Regions from separate parts of the Sus scrofa genome. Here region 2 is linked to region 1. A link is a contact called in public targeted proximity ligation data. All regions are on one chromosome and are shown on one strand. The core of a region is the stretch at or near the end of the contact, and the rest is flanking DNA. Distances in the headings are between cores, read along the strand shown. Region 1 has its middle 190 kb from the start of MEIS1. Region 2 has its middle 410 kb from the start of MEIS1.

Region 1 (5,680 bases), core at 534-3,033:
CATCTATATGCCATGGGTGTGGCCCTAAAAAGTGAAGAAAAAAAAAAGAATATACATGTAATGGAATGTTCTGAAACCTTTTAAAATAATATTTAAGGAGTTTAAAAAATTACACTTAATGAAGTGGACACTGTTTAAAAATAATATTTGGTGAATGTTTACAGTGTGTAACAGTGTCCCAATTATTTAATAATCTCAAACAAAATCAGAGAAAAAAAAGACTGCAAAGAATTATGTCATCATGCAAATAATGGTTACTTCTAAGTGGTAAATTACAGGGTATTCTTATTTATTTCTTCATCTCTCTTCAGAATCTCTCTAAAATAAACATACAATCATCCAGTCCACACCTAAAGCCTATATATTTATTTATTTATTTTTCAGAGACCAGCCTCAGAGCTGGTAGCCTTTTGTTCCCTAAAAAGAACAAATTCATGCTGAGAAAACCAAAGGCATTTCCACCCGCCTCCTGGGTGGAGGAGTCACTGGGTGGGCTCTCTCCATCTCCACAGCAGCCAACATTTGTTTTGGACCCATAGGGATCAATGCCAGGCTTGCAGTCCCTGCCTTGCTTACGTTCCCCTACTTCCTCTTCTCTGCCTGTCTTTGTGGAACATATGCTGGAGGTAGGGAGCATGACAATGACTCATCCACCGATGAATAAATCAGTTTACAGAAGCAGAATCGTCTTGGTCACCAGCTGCATATTTTGGCTCCATGGGCTATACCAGCCCCCTATGTTAGCTCCATGGGCTATACCAGGCTGCTGGCCGCCTCAGTATTCCCCCCAAGAGGAAACAGTTTGCAGTTAAAATCAAGAGGTGCCTTGAAGGTAAAACCAACCCACATAGAGGAAGAAGAGTGAGAATAGTGACCAGAGAAAGCCCAGCCACAGGAGAAAAGGAAGGGGTGACTTCCCTCCATGTTGACACCTGCTTCCCTGGCACAGGTGTCCCCAACATGGGAGCCTGAGGAGCTGACTGTCTTCACTGAACCTTAGGGGTCGCAGTGCCTCCCGCTCCCACTGCTCAAATAAGAAGCTAAGGGAGCTGGACCATTGCCTCCAGTCCCAAATAAGTGGTAATCTGGGAGTTTCTCTCCCTGAATCCTAACATCAAAACCACAAGCCAAATCACCCAGTGTAGAAGGAGGACAAAAGGGGGTCCTGTGGCCGGTGCCAGATGAAAGGGGCCCCGCCAGCCCCAGCTGGGGAGCACGTTCCCTTTGAATCCAGGCATCCCAGGGTCCCTGCTGCTCCAACTGGTGGAAGCAGGGTTTGTTTGGTTTTTTTAAATTTTTTCTGGCCCACATCTTGAAGTCTTTCCAGACTGATGGACTAAAGTGGAAATTACAGTCCTATCAGTTCTGTCTAAAACAGATGCCACATAATCACAATCATATTAATAAAGCAGGTGAGCAGGAGTATGAAGAATCTGAGGAAGGGGAAGGCGAGCAAACAAACAAACAAACAAACAAACAAAACCTACCAACTTCCAGAATGTCTCCACCTATTGAATGCTCCTGCCTTGAAACAGATTTCCCTGAGAAATGTGAAGTTGGCTTTTTTCTGTCCAAACTCCAAGAATTTCCTTTCCTTTTATTTAACATTTTCTATAGTTTGGATGAAGGAAGCGAAAAGGAGGGATATTTTCTCGAATCTTTTTGGACTTGACCACATTCAAGGTCTTATTTATGCGTGGGTTTCCAGCTGTGCATGACATAAGTCATTGAAAACTGGCACATCTTCCCATCAGCAAACACAGCACAACCACAAGCTTGGCAAGCAGTTCATGTTGCCAGATGCCTTCAGTGTTTCTTAAACTATGTATTCAAGGCACTCCACTATTTTTTCTTGCTGGAAATACTTTCAAAGAAGAACACAATGTTTTGGGTTGCCTGGCCAAAGTTTAGCTGTACTTTTGCATCTTTGCCAAACTTCCTGTTTTTAGCAAAACAATTTATTATCTTGCTGGTTCTTTACCCAAAAGGATTTGCAGGCACAAATAAGTACTTGGTTTCCATGTCTTTTCAGAGAAGGAACTCATTCACTTTCCCATAATTATCCTGAAGACGCAAGAACTGAAACGTATTTAACCTTTGGGAGTGCTACCGAGGTGTAGAAAAGGTTTTAATTATTCAAAACCTCTACGATCTGAACTTTAAAGAACTGACATTTTGTGTGTGTGTGTGTGTGTGTGTGTGTGCAAGGAAAATAATTCTTTTCAGGTGGTTTGGCACGATCACAGATTTGCCGCACGTGGCATTGTAGGAGCAAGTTTGGAGTGATTTGGGGTTTGGAAGCCAAGGTTAGGCTAGATTTGTTGATTCATCAGAAGGAAAGCATTTGACCAGACACTGTTATGAATAGTTCATCTCCAATTACTAAGCTATGCAGTCACCTTTTCGATTTCATCAAAAAACAAAACAAAGCAAAAACTAGACAGTAAGCCAGCTAGCCTATTATCTTTATCTAGCAGCCAACTAGCCTTAATACCAGTAAATAGTTCAGGAAGAAACTTAAATTCTCCACTTAATTATGTTGAGGTAGCCACATATAGTTTCAGTTTTCTTCTACAAAAATATTTTAGCTATCATTAGAACATGTGTTTTCAACACACACAGACACACATACATATACACACACAAATATAGTTAGTCATTTAGACAGGCTTCAGCAGTACTGATCTGTACTGTACCAGAGCAACATTGATAACACTGTGGCTAATTCATCAGTAAAATGCATTTAATTTCTAGGGTAGAATGCACTTCAGCTTAGATGGATGGACCCAACTACAATTTCTCCACATCTTTCCAAAATTATTTCACACTACCTGCAAAGACCAAGGAACTGATAATGTCTATTTCCACTATGTTCGTGCTTCAAAGATCTTAGAATTCTTTGATGGTGACTTAGCAACCACTGTAAAAATAACGGCTCCTTAAAACAGAGTGAGTCAAAGAGTGAGACCCTTTAGAGGAAATGGTTAATATTAATGAGAGAGGGCAGTGTGGTCTGACAATAGATCAGCATCAGCACTTTGGGAGAAATGCTTCTAACTCAAGCAAGATAGGCTCAATTTAGGTCTTTACGTTTGTGAACTGTTCTTGGATGAAAGCAAGAAAAACACAGTATCTGTTGGATGGATGAATAGATAGATGGGGAAATGATAGATATATGTGTGTTGTCTGTTGCATGTCATTTTTATTTTTTCCTTAAAAAAAAAAAAAGATCAATGCTTTGATTCTCTTCAGCAAAGACTGGTCCAAGAAAAAAAAGAAAGTCTAGGTAGCAATGCAGTGGGCCAGAACACATACATCGAGGAAAGAGTTAAAAGGGAAGGTCTTTATAACAAATTATCACTCAATTCAAGTTCTGTCAGATGTAGCTTAGTTAGTATATGTCTGCAGGAGGTAGCCGGAGATTTCTTGTAAACTCTTCTAAAAGGTGAGAATGTGTTTTTATTATTAACTATAGGGCATGTGGCTTTAAAGAGTTATTTTAAACATTTAAACATAAACAATATCAGTATTAAATATAGGATCAAAGAAATACTGTTTCCATGTGGAGTTGCCAAGGCACAGAAGCATGGCTGCAAAGTACAAGTTTCCTTTGAAGGGACATTGCTATCAATATTGCTTACTCAGCAGTCTAGTAATATCAAAATAAAGGGCACATACAGACATATATTCACATGCAGAGGAAAGCAATACCTGCTTTCCCGCCTGGTGTGAAAATGGTTTCACTCCTCTAGTCTTTAAAAACAAAACCCAGCATCCCAAACCAAAACCTTAAGGCCCCCTTCACTAGCTTTTTTTCAGAATGAACATATTTAAAGTAATGTTTGAAGCCTGTGGAATCAGAATTTATTTCTACAAAGTTAGCTCTATTTAATATCCTTGGCTCTAAGCTTAATTTGCTAAATTGTGCTGTTTTTGAAATTTATTGCAAAATTATTGTTCTCCAGGGAAATAATTACCATTCCTCTAACTTTGATGGTTTTGCTTTCCTCTGCACGTGAATTTAAGTAAGAGATTTAAAAAGCAACTCTGTGTTTTGAGTTAGTATCAATCAAGACAAGGTGACTCTGATATTGTATCTGAACTTAAGAGAACCTGTTCTGTTCACTTGAATATCCAGTTTTCTGAATGAGAACAATAGAATATTAAAATTAAGAAAAGAATCCTAGGAAATGATACATGTATCTATTTATTTATACATTGCTTTGTTGCAAAAAAGGATTCGAAGCAGCTTGGGAGCATATATAAAATATAGGGACAGAACATAACTTAGAAGTAGGCATACAGAAAAAAAACAAAAACAAAAAAAAAAAAAAACACTAGGGTAAAGATGTAAATGGTTTCAGGAATGGATCGAATATAAGCTCATAGACTTCTACAAATGAAGCACAAATTTGACTCGTAGATGCTTAAGTTTCAAGGTAAAAACAAAAGCCTACTCAAGATCATGAATAGCAGGTTCTCAGGACTTTATCATAGAGTTCAAAACGTTTTTAAAATTATTCCTTTGTGAAGTAGACAATGGTTTCTAGTCTTCCCCCACTGACTGTTGTGTGATCACTGGGGAGGCAAAGGTTGACCACACTGCAACCGGTTTTTCAGTACTTTAATAAAGCATCCTGATTATTTTGGGGGGAGTTGCCTGTCCCCTGTCTTTGCAAAGGTGCTCTGTCCCCAGCCCTGCTAGTTCCCAGCAACACTGGATCTTAAGCAAGCTGTGCAGTAACAGGAGAGGGAAACGGCTGTGGCAGATTCCTTTCCAGTGGTTGTGTGCTACCAAGAAAATGAGTGGTTTGGGGAATGCCTTGGTTCCCACATCAGCCTGGCTCTCCCCATCAGATCTTTGAGCCATTTAAAAATCAGCCAGTAGGTTTCTTTTTGCTTAAATTAGGATCTACTGCCTGCAACTACAGAATACTCAGTGAAATACAGGTAGGACAGGCACTCAAATGCAGATGGATTGAATGGTGTGTCTGGGCCCCATTAGGTAAATTTAGGTAAAGTTAAGTGGAACCCTGAGAATCTATTGCCCAGCTTGCAGCCATTCTGATCCTACTCAGTGCAAACTAGATCCAAAGTGGAAACAGTCATTGGTGAAGAGCATCTCTGAGCACAGCAATAACCTCCACCAAAGGATATGGATCTTCTTTCCTCATTAAAATTCTTAGTATCTTCCTTTTCCTGTGTAGGATACAGGTGTATTCAGGAAAAGGTTTTGAGCACCCAACTACCATGCACCCACTTGCAGGGTTAGATGTAAACAGTGTTATTAATATTATAGCACCTTCTGTTTGTCCTAGTAAATGATGCCTAATTTCAACATGACCGAAATCTAACACATGAGTAATGCTTTATACATTATAGAGTTTTGTGCTGCTGATGAAAATTATTTCTCCCTTGAAGAGTTCTGGACTGAAGATCTAGTGGAACAAGAACCAGGTACTCAGGGACTTCCCTTCATGGCTCAGCAGTTAGCGAACCCGACTAGGATCCTTGAGGATTCGGGTTTGGTGGTTCCTGGCCTCACTCAGCGGGTTAAGGATGCAGCATTGCTGTGAGCTGTGGTGTAGATCGCAGATGTAGCTAGGATCCCGAGTTGTTGTGGCTGTGGTGTAGGCCAGCGGCTATAATTCCGATTTGATCCCTAGCCTGGGAACCTCCA
Region 2 (5,318 bases), core at 86-2,585, 220 kb before region 1:
AAAAGTATCAAGGGTCTGCTGTCTTGGACTCTTCTTTCCCTTCCCTCCCCTCCCCTCATCCCTTCCCCTTCCTTCCTTCTTTCCTTCCTTTCTCTCTCTCTCTTTCTTTCTTCCTATTCCCTTCCCTCCATTCTATTTCTGGGGATGTGGCTCATTGCCACCTTTTGCTTATACGGTCATGTCAGAACACTCCATCAAACATGGGTCAAACCAAAAAACTGCTTTTTTTCACACTCTGTGATCTTACCTTTCTATTAAATTATTGCAACTAAACTAGGAGCAGTGAAATGTTCTTTTGCACCCTTTTCATTTTTGTTCCTTTTCCAAAAAAACCCCGGTCATTATCATTGCATAGCTTCTTTTTCCTTGGAATCCTAGGATTTTTGCATTTCACCACTTGCTGCAGATTTCAGTATAAAAAGGTTGAACTTTGTTTGCTGAACGTTCTGAAATGTTCCTGATTGTAATATAATACACCAGTAATTAAATACTGATTTAGAGAGTAATTTTCCTGCGTGTCATTTCATCATCAAGGAAAAAAGACTGTTAAAGCCATCAATCTGTGGGGCCGTATGGTGCTAATATAAGGTTTTTATTAGAAACTTTTCATCCACCATTCTCGAACCATTTTATCAGCCCTTGGAATTTTCTCTAGCTTTGCCAAGGCTTCCCAGGGGAATCCTTGCAATGTCTTAATGGCTTGGAGACAGACAGGGTAATGCTCCTCACCTCAGGGTTTTCTTACATCTTCACATGTGCACTCTGTGTAGCCTCTGGGTCCAGGTAAAATGCTGGGACAGTTGCTGATTTGAAATGTGAGCCTCCCACACATCTGTTGAGGACAGTGACTATGGCAGAGAAAGTGACCCTCTCCAAGTTTTATTTGGGTCATAAAAATTCATGCTGTGCACCACCTCTTTAAGAATCTGTGCCATTAAATGTGGCTAGATCCAGAGTACACTCTGGAGGAAGCCAGAAAAGACATTAAAATGCTTAGTCTATGACACACTTCCTTATTTTTGTCATTTTGACATTTATGTGTTGTTTCATTAGGGATTTTTAAGAGAAGACCCTTTTTCGGCAAGAAGTTTTCCCCAGATCTCCATGAGAGTCAACAGTTTATAATCAAACAGCTGTCTGGTTTTCATTTCGCTGAGCTGGACCACCTGCCGGCTGTTAACCTCTGGAAGGTTATTATGATACAATTGTTGTTGTTGTTTGTTTAAAAAGTTTCAGAGCTCAAGGAAAATATTAGTAATGAGTTACTTAACCTGCAGTGTTTACTGTTCCCACTCAACTTGCAGATGGTGTCCCAATGGCCAGTGAGAGGGAGGGCTCATTGGAGGCCAACACTATTTTGCACTTGTTTTGGAGACGAACCATAAAAATAGGCTTGGCAGTGAGGATGACTGCCCTTGTGGGAGGAGGGGTGGGCAGGGTTACAAAAGCCTTTTAAAAGGAAACACAGCCTTCCTGATGACTGAGGTTGAAAGGCACATCTCAACATAACCCTTTAATTCAGCACACTGTAAACTTGAAGCTGAGGTTGGGAGATCAGTGGATCTTGTGAGCATGTGTGGTTCAGCCTCGGTGTTCTGAGGCTTGCTCACCATCTGCTTTCTTCACATGTGCACACTCCTCTGATGGGAGTGATGGCTGCAAATTCTCTCAAGCGGCTGTGTGGGTACAATTTCCTAAGCCTTATAAAAATCCAGCCCCTAGACAGTTCTGTGCAGGTTCTGATTCCAATGACCTACCTCTCCCTGGACCTGGGGGCTTGAGAGCATGAGCATAATTTGTAAAGGCGGGAACATCTCTGAGTGACTGGAGGGGATTTCCCTGCAGGGACCACAGAGGTCAGGGATTGGCTGGAATAGATGTTCCATGAAGATCAAGATTTCCTCTGTTTCCTTCCCTTCTTTATCCCCCCGGTCATTAGAACAGGGAGCAGCACATGGTGAAATGTGCTAAAATGTGAAAGGTTGAATGAATATCTTTTCTTTCTGTTTTCTGTTCACCTTCTTATTTATTCCCCAAGTAATGAGTAGTATGAATAATTGATAAATATGGTGACTCTCAGGATTTATATTACAAAACTTTTTTTTTCTGGCTTTCAGAGTTTCAGAACATTTAAGATGAAGATTTAGGCAAGATAGCATTTTGGGGCTGACTTTGGGGCTGTGTAAGGCAGAAGAGAATGGGAGAAAGGACTCCAGCTTTGGCTACAGACAGACTTTAGTTTGGAGCTGGACAATGTCTCTTTCTTACTCTGTGACCTTGGGTAAATTAATTAACCTCTCTGATTCTCAGTTTCATCATTTATAAAATGGGAATAATGATAGATATCCTATAGGTTCTTGTGTTAGAGACTGTATGGTAAAGGCCTGACTCAGGACAGAGGAGCTAAAAATAGTAATAATAATAGGAATAATATAATATATGAGTTCCTCTCATGGCTCAGTGGTTAATGAACCCTTCTAGTATCCATGAGGACACAGGTTCGAGCCTTAGCTTGCTCAGGGGGTTAAGTATCCAGCATTGCTATGAGCTGTGGTGTGGGTTGCAGACCTGGCTCGGATCTGGCATTGCTGTGGCTGTGGTGTAGGCCAGCAGCTATAGCTCAGATTCAACCGCTAGCCTGGGAACTTCCATATGCCCCGGGTACGGCCCTAAAAAGACAAAATAATAATAATAATTCATATGTTATCATCACTGTACTATAAATACTGTTGTAATACTTAATATTATAATCATTAATGCTTTCTCACACTCGCTGACTACGAAGGAATTAATTTGTTGTGGATGGCGACATTTTATATCAGAAACCGACCAGGATTGGGAGGCTTCTAGTAGCTAATTGTATAACCCAGGCAAATCTCTTAACTTTTGAACCTCACTTCCCTAATCTGTAAAGTGAGAGACATAGTTACACTGATTTTGATTAGTAGGGAGCATTCAAGAAAGTAGAGCTACGAGAATAATTGCTTTGCAAAGTTGTTATAACCCTTCAATAATTAATATGGAGCTACATGGTCAATTATTAATTGTCATACAGATGTTCCTTGTTCATTTCAGCTCAACCCCTGCTTATTGAGTACTGTGTACCAAGCACTGTACTAGATACAATTAGGTACAGAAGAAGAGGACATCTGAGGAGCTTTTCCTCTGGTGGAGGAGGCAGTCACGTGAGCAGAGCACAGTTACTCATGTGATGGTGACGTTTGTACTTCTTCACTTTGCTCATTGATCCATTGTTGGCACCTTAAAGAAAAGGATTTGGTGACAGCAGAAGCTGGGATACCTGGTGTGGGTTATCCCCTCCTTTTCCATATGTACAGAGAATTGGCAGCATGTTGTGCTACCTGATTTCTCTGATTGCAGGAGACTCATGAAGTTGGTGCCTCCACCACTTCATGTCTTTGCTCAAGAAGTGGCTGTGAACTGCATTCTTCCCTAATGCTCTCAGCATCTACTGTGATGTCATGAGGAGATTGCTTGGAGGCTGCTCCAGTATGGCTTGTGATGAATGGATGCAGAGTTCCTTGGAGAGAGAGTCCGTGTCTTTTCCATTTATATATCTTCAGCACCAAACCTTTCCACTTTGCCTCTAGAATCCTTCTTATGGTATAAGTTCTTTCTTGTACATTTCACATCTCTTCTCCAAACTGGCCTCTACTTCTTAGCTAAAAACCTGGCTTTCTGTTGAACACATGGTTTCTTCTGCAGCTAGTTTCCACCACCCCACATGATATGATTCTGGTCTGGAAAGTACCATCAGCATCTCCTTGACTCATTCAAGCTCCCTTTTAGACTATGACCTTGCCACAGTTATATCTATGTAATCACCACTCACACAATCCAATTAGCTTGCCCTCTGCCTCTCTTTATTATAATTTTTCACCTTCTGCATCATAATTTATTTATCTTTGAGGACACTGCCATTTTAATCATCTTCTCTATCCCTAGTCAAGGTTTTCCATTGTCCAGGGTGAAAATATCATCCATGTAATGACCTAATAACCCTGGCCACTCAGTTCTTTAGTCACATAGTTCCTAATTTTAGCTTCCACTTGGCTTCAACCATCTACTCCTATAGCTGTTCTCTACACGTTCATGTCACCCAGTACTGCTTTGCCAAGGAAACCGTGCCATTCTACAATCTAACCTTGTCTTCCTGTCTTTTTGGTGCCTCTCGGAGCCCCTGTCATTCAGGTCACTTAGCATTTTCCAGCCCTCGAGCTCTCTGGTTTCTCTCATCTTCACTTTCTTCCCAACTCATCCTGGTTCCAGAGCCCCTTTTCAACCACTCTTTGAAAGTCTTTTCAACTCCTCGGGTGGATTATCCTTTTATTTTATATGCCAAGTAAAGCCCTCAACTATGGGTTCTTGACCCACTTTGTTGCCTGTAGCAGATTGCTGAGTAGACGGGGCTGCTAAAAATTCAAGGTCTCCAATCTTGATGTGCTTAGAAGCCCTTTTCTATTTTCCCAGTCAGCTCTTTCTCTCTTTATTCTATTTTGCATGACAGCTATGATGAAATTCCACTGTTTTTGCATGTTCTAGCCAACCATCTTCCCATTTATCTTAGCAGATGACCCTGCATCTGACTTCATGGAGAAAATGGAAAGCATAAGATTTAGTAAGTCCCTCAGCTTCCTGCAGCCAAATTTATCTGCATGCAACCATACCTGTCTTACCCACACCAAGCCTTCCTCCTCACAGCTGCCAGCGAAATCTTTCTAAGTTCATACATGATCACACTGCTGTCTACCTAATGCCGTCCAAAACCTTCCCTTCTGCCTATGGAAAATCTCCATAGTTCTTGGTAAGATTTAAAGTGGTTCTTAGAGTTCCCGTCATGGCTCAGCGGAAACGAATCTGACTGGTATCCATGAGGATGCACGTTCAATCCCAGGCCTCGCTCAGTGGGTTAAGGATCCGGTATTGCTGTGAGCTGTGGTGTAGATCGCACACATGACTTGGATCTGGCATTGCTGTGGCTGTGGTGTAGGCCAGCGGCTACAGCTCCAATTCTTCCCCTAGCCTGGGAACTTCCATACGCCGTGGGTATGGCCATAAAAAGACAAAATAAAATAAAAAATATATGGTGCATAATGGTCTAGCTCAGGTTTGCCTTTCTAGCTTCATTTGTTACGAACCTGCTCTTCCCCACCTAAGCCTCTACTTGCCAGCTGCACACACTTTTTGAAATTTTGTGCACCCTCCTACTTTCTGGCCTTTGCATATGATATACCTTTTGCTTAGAATTCTCTCTTCTGTGTTTCATCACCCTCGTCCATCTAACTCCCAGTCATCTT

The links.
Region 2: a contact with region 1 is called in a targeted proximity ligation map of skeletal muscle, with 4 times the contacts expected there. A contact is called at or near these places in 1 of 47 Hi-C or Micro-C datasets (psoas muscle) and 1 of 2 datasets of targeted methods (skeletal muscle).

What each region holds. Positions count from the first base shown.
Region 1 is chr3:75,811,639-75,817,318 of Sscrofa11.1, reverse strand. No RefSeq gene overlaps it. Among named protein-coding and RNA genes, the nearest start is that of MEIS1, 190 kb to the right of the region's middle.
Region 2 is chr3:76,033,673-76,038,990 of Sscrofa11.1, reverse strand. No RefSeq gene overlaps it. Among named protein-coding and RNA genes, the nearest start is that of MEIS1, 410 kb to the right of the region's middle.